Linked DNA regions of Mus musculus: region 2 is linked to region 1. Evidence: chromatin contacts called from public HiChIP or PLAC-seq data. All regions are on one chromosome and are shown on one strand. Each heading gives the region's core, a stretch centred on a gene start, on an enhancer-like site or on the middle of the called end of the contact. The rest is flanking DNA. Distances are from core to core; before and after follow the strand shown. Region 1 holds the start of Fstl3 (follistatin-like 3). Region 2 holds the start of Plk5 (polo like kinase 5).

Region 1 (5,947 bases), core at 2,835-5,334:
TCTCACCTGTGCAGATGCCTGGGTGCCGAACCCCAATGGAGCGGCCCAGGAAGCAAGTGGCCTGGCGCAGGTGACACGACGAGATGTAGGTAACGTTGTTGTTGCCACAGAGTTCTTGGCCGGGGTTGGAAGGTACTGGGCAGGGCGCAGCGCGACACACCACGCAGTGTGCGCTGCCGGTCTGATCCACAAGGCACGACTGGGGACGCGGGCACACTACCTGAGCGCAAGACTCTGAAAGCCCGAGAAAGGGTGGGTCAGGTGCAGGATGGTGTCTCCTCCCTGTGAGTCCACCTACCCTCAGACAAGGACTCCACCCGAAAATCCCACTCCTAGGACAAAAACGCACCGCCACTCTTCGAGCCCTGCCCTGGGACACTAGCCCCACCCTGCTGTCAAGATCTACTAGATTGCAAGCGCCACTCCTCTGTTAAGCCCCGCCCCAGAACACAAGCCCCTTCAACTGTTAAGCCCCGCCCCTCAGAGAAATCCCGCCCCCAGAATGACAGCCTCACCCAGTTGTCAATCCCTGCCCCAGTCTACCAAGCTCTACCCATCAGCTTGCCTTCATGGCCACACCCACATTTTCTCCCTCCCCAGTCCATCACAAGCCTCTTCCCGTGGCTGCTCACCTTCCCCGCGCGTCAGCACTTGTAAGGGCACGCTGGCCCGCAGGGCACACCCTGCAGCTCACAGCCCTGCTCCTGGACACGCCCGAGAGTTGGCGCTACACAGGGGCTGGAGCTCGATCTTTGCAGCCTGCCTTCTTTGGTTCGCACTTGACCCGACCCACAGTTTTGCATAGCTCTGCCCCTCCCTCAGGCCCCGCCCCCCTAGCATCAGCAACCAGTGATTTCCGTAAAGTGCAATCAGCGAGGCTCTGCCCCTTCTTCTCGCTAGGTGTGGACTTGGGCAACAACCGGATAGGCTCCGCCCCTGCATAATCACACCTTCCCCTAGGCCCCGCCCCTCAGCCGGCCTTACCTTGGTCTTGCCGTTTGCCAGGCCCCGCCCTCTCTAGACTCCGCCCCTCAGCCAGCCCTATCTTTTCCCAGGCTTCGCCTTTCCCAGGCCTGAGGTGCCTCCCTGTCCTCCCCTCCCTAGCCCCACCCCCAGGTCCTGCCTGATTCCTTGGCCCCGCCCCGCGTCCCCGCCCCTCCACGGTCACAGCTCTTACTTTGACAGCGGCCGCGGTACATGACGCGCAAGTCTGGGTGTCCGCGACAGCGCGCGGTGCGCAGTTCGCATTCGTCCCGGTAGGTGGCGCCATCAGAGCCGCAGACCTGGAAGCCCGCGGGAAGCCCCTCGCAGTTGGGCACGCACTCGCAGTGTGGACGGCCCCCCAGCATGCGGCACGCCTTGCCGGGGCCGCACTCCACTCCGTCGCAGGAATCTGAGGACACAGAGCACACACGAGTGCGGTTCCCACATGTCACTGGAGTCCAGGTGCACCGTGATGCACAATTACTGGATGCATCCATTACTGGTTTCTACTAGGACCTCCCCAAAGAGGCATGGGGGAGAGGTTCGTTCACTCTGCACATCTTTATGTCTCAGGTGGGGAAACTGAGGTTCGCCTAGACATTCTTGTGTTGGCATTTACACCTAGCCACATACTCTGTTTTTTTGAGTTGGCCTCAAGTAGCCTAGGCTACTCAAACTTGCTTTGTAGCCAGGGCTGGCCTTGAACTCTTGATTATCCAGGATCTGGAGAGACCTACATTTCAGGGTTACACCTGGGTACCCCCCCCCAGAGGGCCCACCCACCATACATCTGGAACTGACCCTCTAGCCAGCTTTAGGAAATCAAAGAAAGAAAAGGGAGGGGGCAAATTTCCATCCCCAGTCCCGAGGACCAGAGGAGGCTGGGAGGACAGTCAGGCCCTCAAGCCCCGGAAAGGCTTTTCTTGAAATCCCTCCTCTTCTCAGAAGCTAGAGGAGGAGGGGAGTGTGGCAATGGGCTCTGGACCACACAGCCAGGCTGATGGGAGATTAATCCTACCCCTGAGGCCAATGCAGGCTCCTTCCCTATCCTCCTATCCCTGAGGGTCTGCAGCCCTGCCCAGCTTCCTCCTGGATGAGCTGCCTGATGTTGCTCCTACCTCTAGAGACTAACCCTAGACCCAGTGCACTCTTCCATATGGGCTTCACTCAACAAACTCCTAATCATCACCCCGACCCTAGATCTTATGCCTGCTTCCTCCAAATCCTTCCCATCACTTTCTACTGGTTCAGCCCCAAGCACAGAGAGGCCAGGGGTGCCCTCTGTCACCTGGACTGTTATTCATTCACCTCAGCAGGGACGCGGGTGGCGGGCGTGCTCAGAATAAAGCACAGGCAGATACTCCAGGCATATTAGCTATGTAAAATGTGTGGTGCTCAGGGTCCCATGAGGGTAGCAGTACGGACGGACATAGCCTGAATGCCTGGTCAGGATTTAAGGCTAAGTTCCTCCCCACCAGGTGAGGTAGGATGCAGGTTAGGGGCTTTACATGATGAAACCAGGGGGCTTCTCAAAGCCTCCGCAAGTCGTGGGCCCCAGGGTCCCCTCCCCAGTTCCCCATTCACTCTGGGTCTTGTCTGCCATCAGGAGCCCCCCACGGCTTCACCTTTGCAGGGGAGGCAGTGGACGAGGCCCAGGAACCCTAGCAGGCTGATTTTATTGCCTGGGTGGGTGAAGTTGGACCAGGCGGTGTTGATGTTGCCGGAAGCACAGCACTCCTCCCGGCTGACACGAGTCTTCAGCACCAGACTGCAGGTGGCCTCTCTGCCCTGCTGGAGCCAGCACACGCCACCTATTTGGAAGGAGGAGGAGGAATGGGGAAGCTCCAGACCCCATCTCTACCTAAGAATTATCCCTATACATGATCTTTGTGGAACAAACTCCCAACTAACCCCCAACACCTCAGATCTAATTCCCCCAGCCAATTCAGAGATGTCCATAGCTATCCTAAATGCCCTGTACAGGAAGAAAGGGCAGAAAGCCACAGCTGTGGCTCGAGCTCTTCTGTGGAGGGAACCCTTCTCCTCTGAGCCGCACCCGAGTGCTCCACCACCAACTCCCGCCTGGCCTCCAGGCCTGAGAACTGGCACCCTGCCCAGCCCCTTCAAATGCCAGGCGCTCGGCATGTGAGGGTCTGTGGGCCTGCACTGGCTTCCCGCCTCTGCCCTCTGTCTAGACAGTGCCCAGGACAGCCGAGCCCCCGGCTTGCAGCCCCCCCTCGCCTGACCCGCCTCTTACTCACTCCAACTGGGGAACATTCCCTCTGCGTGAGCTCACTCCCCTGGGACAGGGACGGGGGACGCGGCCCTAGGGGAGGGGGCTTGGCTCCCTTGGAGGGCAGCAGCCTTGCAGGGCTGGTAGGGGCTAGAACACAGAACCTTTGGCTTTCTTCACCCTTAAGTGAAGACAGCCGCACACCTCCCCCCCCCCCCCCGCCCCCATCAGAACTCATTCTTGCTCAAGAGACACTGCCGAACGCCTTCCATGAACTGGGCCCCAGCACCTCTGCAAAGGCTTTACAAAAAGGGAGACTGAGGCTGGAGCTCTCCTGGCCAGATGCAGGTATACCATTCTACCTGAGGCATCTCATCCAGAGACTCCTGAAACCCTCTGCCTAAGTGGCATTAGCAGGGCCAGCCACCCAGAGATGTCTCTCTAGGGCCTACAGAGCCACCTACCACGTCACTTAAAAGGTTCATGACCCTGGGCCTCAGTTTACCTATCCTGAAAACGGGGAGGAAAAAGTACCCACAAGTTTCGGCTGTTCTGTGGACTCATGGGAAAGCATGTAAACAGTAAGAGCTCAATAAATAAATGTCAGTCCTCTTTTGAGGCTGGAGGCGTGGAGTCCCGCATTCGCCCACCCAGCCAGAGCACACCCCAGACATCCCCCTGCCGCATTCCTCAGGCCACGTGGGTGGCCCGCTCGCCCGCCCCTTCCGCCCAGCCCCACTCACCGGGCACAGAATCCTCGGAGCCCATCACGGCGCCCACGGATCCCACTGTCCAGACCAGGGCTCCCCAAAGCAGCGGCCACAGTGCCCCAGAACGCATGGCGAGTGTTGGGCAGCAGCGGGGACTCAGCGAGTGCAGACGCCTCGGCCTATAAAAGCCCAGGGCGGGCGGGGCCGGCGGCGGGCGGGGCGGGGCGCAGCGGGACGGACGTGTCCCCGAGGCGCAGGGCCCGGGCCTGCGCGGGGGTGGCCACCGGGGGCAGGCCGTGTCCCATCTGGGAACCAGACAGTTGTCTAGGAAGAACAGTCCACAATGGGGTCAGGTCACAAAGTGTGGCCCGGAGGGCATGTCCTGGGAGGTGGACACCTCCAGGTGTCCAGTGTTCCTTTGGGGATCTCTGGGGTGCAGGTGAGAAGCCCCACCTGGGCTAAGCGGGTATTGAGGTTACCATCTGGTCTCTTTAGCCTCTTGCCTAACCTTCACCATGACAGTACCCACGGTTGCAAAGGGTGTCCCCATGCTGTTCCAAACTATTTAAAGACTCATACCTACCATTCTAGCCTTTGGAGGCTGAAGCAGGAGGATTGCTGTGAGTTTGAGGCCAGCTAGGGCTTCAGAGTGCATCAAACTAAAGTTGAGGTTGTCTGTAGCTAGCTCCGTGGGAGCTAGAGTGCTCCCCCAGCTCACACAGGCCCTGGAGTCCACCGGCACAAAAGGGATGGTGCACACCTGCCATTCCAGCTCTCAGGAGGTAACGGCTGGTGGATCAAGAGTTCAAGGACATTCTCAGCTACACAGGGAATTCAAGGCTAGCCTGGGCTACCTGAGACCCTGACTCAAAAAGGGAAAACGAAGCCAAACCCAGAGTTTAGAGGATGGCTCAGGGGTTAAGACTGATTGCTTCAGAGACAGGAAGACCTGAGTTCAAATCTCCAGCATCCATGTAAAAAGCCAATGTGGGGCAAGGACGCCTGTAATCCCAGGTATGTGGGGGTGGAGACAGGAGGATTGCTGGGGCTTGCTGGTCACCATACCTGCAACTTCAGTGAGAGACTCTTGTCTCAAAGGAATAAGGCCAGATGTGAGAGAGGGGACACCTGATGTCTTCTGGCCTCTGTGAATGGATATGTGCACATAGGAAAAAAAAATCATCCGGCAGGAGTTGTACCCCAGAATCCCAGCACTTATGGGGGCCACAAATTCAAGTTCAATCTGGTTTACAAAGAGAGCACAGGCCAGAAAGACTCTATCTAAGAAACAGGATGGGAGCTGGAGAGATGGCTCACTTAAAGAGCACTGACTGGTGTTCTAGAGGTCCTGAGTTCAATTCACACATGGTGGCTCACAACCATCTGTAATGTCCTCTTCTGGTGTGTCTGAAAACAGCAGCATTGTACTCACATACATAAAATAAATAATCTTTAAAAAAAAAAAGAAGAAGAAATACTAATTCCAGCACTCGGGAGGCAGAGGCAGGCGAATTTCTGAGTTCAAGTCCAGCCTGGTCTACAGAGTGAGTTCCAGGACAGCCAGGGCTATACAGAGAAACCCTGTCTCAAAAAAAAAAAATACTTTGAAGAAACAGGATAGGATAGCTCAGTGGTCTGGCTTGGTGGACTACACCTCTACTCCCAGATCTTGGGAGGCAGAGGCAAGCTCTGTGGGTTCAAGGCCATCCAGAGTTATACGGTGAGGCCCTGCCTCAAAATAACCATCAAAACAAAAAGATGTCTTGGAGGGTAAAGGCATTTGCAGCCAAGCCTAACAACTTGAGTTTGATACTCATGTGGTAGGTAGGAGACCTGACTCCTGCAGGTTGTCCCCTCTAACCCCACAGCTAGCTGTGACACATGCAGACTTGAAAGACTTTTTCTTTTCTTCCTTTCTGCTAGGAGACCCACCTTCTGACATCATAGATAGACCTTAGGTACCATGGGACTTCCATGTCTGAGGCAGCATATCCCACAGCCCATGAGGGTAACACTGGCA
Region 2 (6,040 bases), core at 1,736-4,235, 580 kb before region 1:
AGGTGCCTGGAAGTTTGGAGTCCCGCAGAGCACCCTTGGGAGGGAATCATGGGAGAATCAGGAAGGCCCGGGCTGCCTGGACCCACTCAGGACCACCTAGAGCCTCTCAATCACCTGTGGCAGCGACCAGCAGGCCCCACACGGGCAGCCAGCCCCAGGTCACCTATCTTAACCTCCATGTTCTTGTTAAGGAAGAAATTACCTGCAGATGAAGAGGAGCACAGCATGAGCCCCGCACCATCCTCCCAGCCCCTCACCACCCTCCCATCCCCCTCACCATCCTCCCATCCCCCTCACCATCCTCCCATTCCCCTCACCACCCTCCCATCCCCCTCACCATCCTCCCATTCACCTCGCCATCCTCCCTCCCATTCATCTCACCATCCTCCCAGCCCCTCACCATCCTCCCATCCCCCTCACCATCCTCCCAGCACCTCACCATCCTCCCATCCTCCCAGCTTCTCACCATCCTCCCATCCCCCTCACCATCCTCCCAGTCCCTCTGAAAGTCCTTTCCTTATGCTTACTGGGTTTCAGGTCCCTGTGCACGATGCGTTGTTGGTGCAAGTAGCGCAGGCCGCTGACCAGGCCCCGAAGGTAATAGCGCACTTCAGGCTCTGTCAGAGTCCGCCGCACTTTCAGCACATGAGCCAAGGACTGTAGAGGGACCTGGTACTTGTTAGATGGGTTGTGGATCTGGGTGGGAGAGCAGGGCTGAGGGTGTGTAGACCCAGGTGGGTACACAGGGTCATATGTGGGAACAGGGGACACTATTGGCTGGACAGAGGGATCCAAGTGAACATGGCACGGGCACAAGCAGACACATAGTCACAGGGAGGCAAAGGCACAGGTGGGACAGGGAAGAGACCTCCTGCCTGGCTCTCAGTGACCTGACCCCTGCCCTACCCAGACACCCCCTCAAGCAACAGGGAGTGCTGGACACTGCTCCACACTGCCTGGCTTAGCAGACCCAGTGCCAACATATCAAGCCCCGCCCATCCAACTAAGCCCCGCCCAGTCCTCAAGCCCCGCCCCGTTGCCCCAAGCCCCACCCCGCTGACCAGGCCCCTTCCCAATCCGGCCACCTGGCGGCTACAATACTCCAGCACCATGTACACGTGATCGCGGTCAGCAAAGTGTGCGTGGAAGGCCACGATGTTGCGGTGGCGCAGGCGGCTGTGCAGGGCGATCTCACGCTCCACCTGTGTCCCCATGAAGGATCCTCAGCTGCAGAGCAGGAGACAGGCCCTAGGCCTGGCTCGCTCGCAGGGAGGGAAGCAGGGCAACTGTCTGCTGGGGGTAACGGGGTGTGTGTGTGTGTGTGTGTGTGTGTGTGTGTGTGTGTGTCTCACCTTCCCGCGCAGGCGCAGCCGCCCCGCTCCGCCCCTTGGCACCACCTTAAGAGCGAACACAGCGCTGGTGGACATGTCCGTGAGCTTGTAGCAGCGGCTGAAGGCTCCCTGCGGAGGACAATAAGCAAGGTGTAGACAGCGAAGCGCACCTGGAGACACTGGCTTTCAACACACTCAGCCAAGAAGAGACACTGCAGCGATCACACCCCAACACCCCACACCCTAGCTGCACACCAAAGAGAAGAGACCCACGGACTTTGCCAGAGCAGGACTTTGTACTCTCCTATACAGGACAGTGAGGGACTCACGACACCCAGAAACACAAACCCCACACACATAACATCCACCCAACACCCCACAGAGCATCCACACAGAACCCAGATATACAGCGCCCATATAAACCACTTACATACACCTACAAACACAGCACCCCACACTGTATCCACATACAGTATCCAGGCACAGAACCACACACACAACACCCAGACACACCCCCAAGCACACCCCTCGCGGCACTTCCACACGCCTACAAACACTCCCGACTTGGCATCCACACACAGCTCTCATATACAGAAGGCTCCCACACAACCCAGCCAGACACCTGCCCACAGCGCTTACACACACAACTACACACACACAACACATAGACCGACAACATTTAGACACCCAACACACACACACACACACACACCATACATCCATACAAAACACATCTGGACACACAGCATACAGCCTCTAAATACCCAGACACACAAAACCCAGAAACAAACTCATGACAACACCGATCCAGCACAGACACACAAAACAATACCCAGATGCACAGCTTCACCCAGACACTCAGCAGCCAGACAGTATGTAATGTTTAACAGGGGAATGCCTTCAAACAACACCCAGACACACAGCACAGCAACCAGGTGCACCGGATACACAACACCCAGACACACATCACTCAGACACCTGAACACAACGCAAAACAGCCCCTGAGCCCAAGCCGCGCACTCTTCCACTAAGGGAGCAATCCCCATCCACAGCCAGGCAGGGGAGCCTGGTGCAGAGCGCGGATCCCACGCATAGCTCAGCACCCACAGCCCCGCGGGCCCACCGTGGAGATGACAGCCCGCCACTGCGTGCGGAGCGCCAGCTGTGCACCCAGAGGATGCTCAGCGCCCGCGCTAACGCGGGAAACGCACACACCCTGCACACGCTCCGCACAGCCCTCAGACAGAGCACCAAGTGCGGTTCTCGCCTCGCCATCGCAGCCCGGACCCCAAACTCCGGGGACCCAAGGCTCCAGCTATGGCGCGCGGGGTCCCGTCCTACCCGAGACCCCCGCCCCCTCAACTCTCTCCGTTCCCGCGCTTTGAACTCGCGCGCGCGTGTGTTTGTGTACGTGTGTGTGTGTGTACGGACGCGGGAACTCCCACCTTGCCGATCAGCTTCCCGCGCCGGTACACGCGCCCCGAGCCTGGGTCGCGCAGGAAGGTGGCCACAAGCTGGCGGCTCCGCCGCCGCCGGGACCGGGGCTCCATCTGCGCAGGTTGGGCCTGAGTGCGCAGCGCGCGCGGGGACTGCGCAAGCCAGTGCTGCCTGCAGCGCTGCCGATCTGAGCCGGGGAGCAGCGGGAGCGGGTCTTATTGGAGAGTGGGGGCGGGGCGGGGCGGGGCCCGGACGCCGGTGGGGTCCCGCCTGCACCCGAAGCCGAGTGGCAGGTGCTCTGGAGCCAACCGGGAGCCAGATACCTGGCTTAGTTCAGCCGCGCTCCCAGACCTGCACCTCTTGGGACTTGTTAACAGCGCTTGGTTCACCCATCCGGGAAACTGAGGTCCAGAGAACTCTCTGCTGGTTTCTTTGCAGAGGTGCCCGCCCCAGGATTCTCTCGGGGGTACAGGGGAGGCCGGTGACCAGAGGACCAAACGCATCTGGCTGGGTGCTCCCTACGGGAGCGACCTGTGGGGCTTCATCAACTTGGGCACTGGGAAGGCTCAGCGGGATTCAGAGAAGGCCGCCTGGGGACGTCTGAGGACATGTAGACCAAAGAATCAGGGCTGGGAGGCTATGGACACAAAAGAGTCACCGTGGCATGGGATGCCACAGAAGACATTGCAACCAGGATGAGGGGCAGATGTGGGCATGTGTGCGACGCTAGCTCTGATGGCCTACAGGGCACTGACCCTTAAAGCGGAGATGGACGTTTGGGTGTGGCTGATAGAAGAGAGCAAGGAGCCAGGGACTTCAGAACCTCAGGCTACCTCTTCGCCGGAGCCCACCCCTCCCCTCCCCCGCCCCCACCCCGTGCTGAATGCAGCATTTCTGCACCTCAAGAATCTGGGGCCCCGCCTGCATGTGCCAGGTGGGAGTCCCCTCACTCCCAAAGCCAGGCAGGCACAGGGCAGGGTGTGAGCCCTACCATCTGCCTCTGGTATTAATCCGGAACGTTACATAACACAGTAAATGCGGAGGGATTAGCCTCACTCCGTGTGGCTGGATTCAGGCTATGGAATTTTCCAGAGCCAGAATTTGGAATCTGGCCTGGCCCGTGCCACCAAGGGGGACAAGAAGCACCCCTTGAGTGCTCCCAAGTCTTAGTAGTCCCCAGGAAGCCCTGAGGGTGAGCTGAGTGTACCATGGGGAACGAGGCTGGTTCAATTTACTGGTGTCTCCTTTGGAGCTGGGGTGACAGTCCCCAGTTGTTCAGAGGCCAGGCTGCAGCCAGTAAGCCCAGGACCCCTGCTAAAGGGAAGCCGGTCAGGGTGGGGATGGGGAGGGGGTGACAGGAAGTGGAACAGAGCCATTCCCATGGCTGGCACTAAACTCCTCCATAGCAGATCTGTCTGGCAGAACACTTACTATGTTTGCTAAATAACATTGGGATGGTCAAGTGCCTACTTCGTGCTAATCTCTGAAGGGTTCTTTGTGCCCCCAAGATAGCCCCAGCCCAGCCTCTATAAAAGGATGCATTTGAGAAGTTTAAATAGCCCATGTCTTTAATCCCAGCACTGGGGAGGCAGAGGCAGGCGAATTTCTGAGTTCAAGGCCAGCCTGGTTTACAGTGTCAGTTCCAGGACAGCCAGGGCTACACAGAGAAACCCTGTCTCAAAAACCCAAAAATAAATAAATAAATAAATAAATAAATAAATAAATAAATAAATAAATAAAATGAATTGGTTCCAGGTTCAAGCACACTGAGAAAGAAGAAGACTTAGGGGTCCTGAGACACCTGAAGGGTAAAGCTCCTGCCTCTGACCTCGACGACCTAAGCTCAATTCCTGGGACCCACCCTGAAAGAAGAGAACCAACTCCCACCCAAAGGTGTCCTATCCTCTGCTGCCCACAGGAGCATTGGTGTGTATGTGCCGGCAGTGACACACAGCAATGAGAAGGACAACTTTTCAAAGCCTGAGACTCTTTCAAGGCCTTTTCTGGGACCTGGTCTCTAGGTTAGGTACCATTCATGCCCCAAGTGGCAGACCAAGTACCTGGGGTTCTTGCAAGCTCAGGGTCTCCCAGCATGGCTCTAAGATGGGGTGGACCATGAATATCTGGCAGCTGCATTGTGGTCCCCTGGCTTCCTGCCCCAGTGAAGAGCAGAGACAGGCACTTGGGTGGGTGGCTGAGTCCACAGAATAACAGCAACTTCCTGGGACAGAAGAGACATAGTGTCTGGCCTGGAGCCCTGCAGTGTGCACATCAGCTGATGGCTCTCTCTCTCTCTCTCTCTCTCTCTCTCTCTCTCTCTCTCTCTCTCTCTCGCCTGGCTGATCCTGGGGCTTCTGGCTGAGACTGCACTGAGGAGCAAAATAAATGGCCTTCTGTCAGCCTGTGCCCTGCTGAGGAGGGACATTCCACTCCCCAGCCTTGGGTACACAGCGGGTTCACTCTGTGCTAACTGAGACCCTTGTCTCAAAAACTCAAAGGAGAAAAGGAAGGAAGAGGGGGGAGATGGACATGGACACAGAGATGTCCACAGCAGCCAGCAGGTAGAGATATCTGTGCCTATAAACTGATGATGGACACACGGTGAGGCCTACCCACATACTGGAATATCATGCAACCATGAACAGGAACGAGATTTTTTGTTTGTTTGTTTGATTGTTTTTTCGAGACAGGGTTTCTCTGTATAGCCCTGGCTGTCCTGGAACTCACTCTGTAGACCAGGCTGGCCTTGAACTCAGAAATCCGCCTGCCTCTGCCTCCCAAGTGCTGGGATTAAAGGCGTGCGCCACCACGCCCGGCTCAGGAACGAGATTTTTGACACCCACATCATTGAAGGCCCTTAAGGCTCAGTGAGAGACCTAGATGCAAAAGGCCACACAGTTTGGAACTCCATGAGAGACCAATAGAGACAGGAAGTGGGTCTGTGGGTGCTGGAAGTTGGGAGTTGGTGAGAGTTCATATCGAATGGCAGTGGAGCTTCAGGATGGAGATAAATGGTAGAGACAACTGCGCAAGTGTGTGGGCGAGGTTCAAGTTGCTGAGCCACGCACCAAAAAGTAAGAAATGCTCACATACCACAGGATGGCCTCGAACTCCTAAACCTCCTGTCTCCGCCCTGGATAGCAGGCATGTGCTGTCACACCTGGCAAACACTGGCCGGCTTTATGTTAGTCACAGTCACTGAGGTCCCATGGCCCATGGTCTTAGGCATGACCTTCAGCCTGACTGTTCACCCCTCACACCCCAAGCTGCTG

What was found. HiChIP or PLAC-seq counts read pairs in DNA pulled down with a chosen protein or histone mark.
Region 2: a contact with region 1 is called in an HNF4G HiChIP or PLAC-seq map of pancreatic cancer cells. The contact joins the promoter of Plk5 here to the promoter of Fstl3 in region 1. A contact is called at or near these places in 3 of 39 promoter capture datasets (the C10 cell line, the SN4741 cell line and stem cell-derived epiblast-like cells) and 1 of 115 datasets of contacts at active chromatin or transcription factors (pancreatic cancer cells).

The regions. Positions count from the first base shown.
Region 1 is chr10:79,775,411-79,781,357 of GRCm38.p6, reverse strand. Fstl3 (follistatin-like 3) reads right to left here and starts at 4,084. Exons shown (of 5, transcript NM_031380.2): 1 at 3,961-4,084; 2 at 2,610-2,795; 3 at 1,178-1,393; 4 at 7-234. The coding sequence starts at 4,057.
Region 2 is chr10:80,353,404-80,359,443 of GRCm38.p6, reverse strand. Plk5 (polo like kinase 5) reads right to left here and starts at 2,985. Exons shown (of 15, transcript NM_001347124.1): 1 at 2,777-2,985; 2 at 1,353-1,460; 3 at 1,086-1,202; 4 at 528-657; 5 at 115-202; 6 at 1-34. The coding sequence starts at 2,881.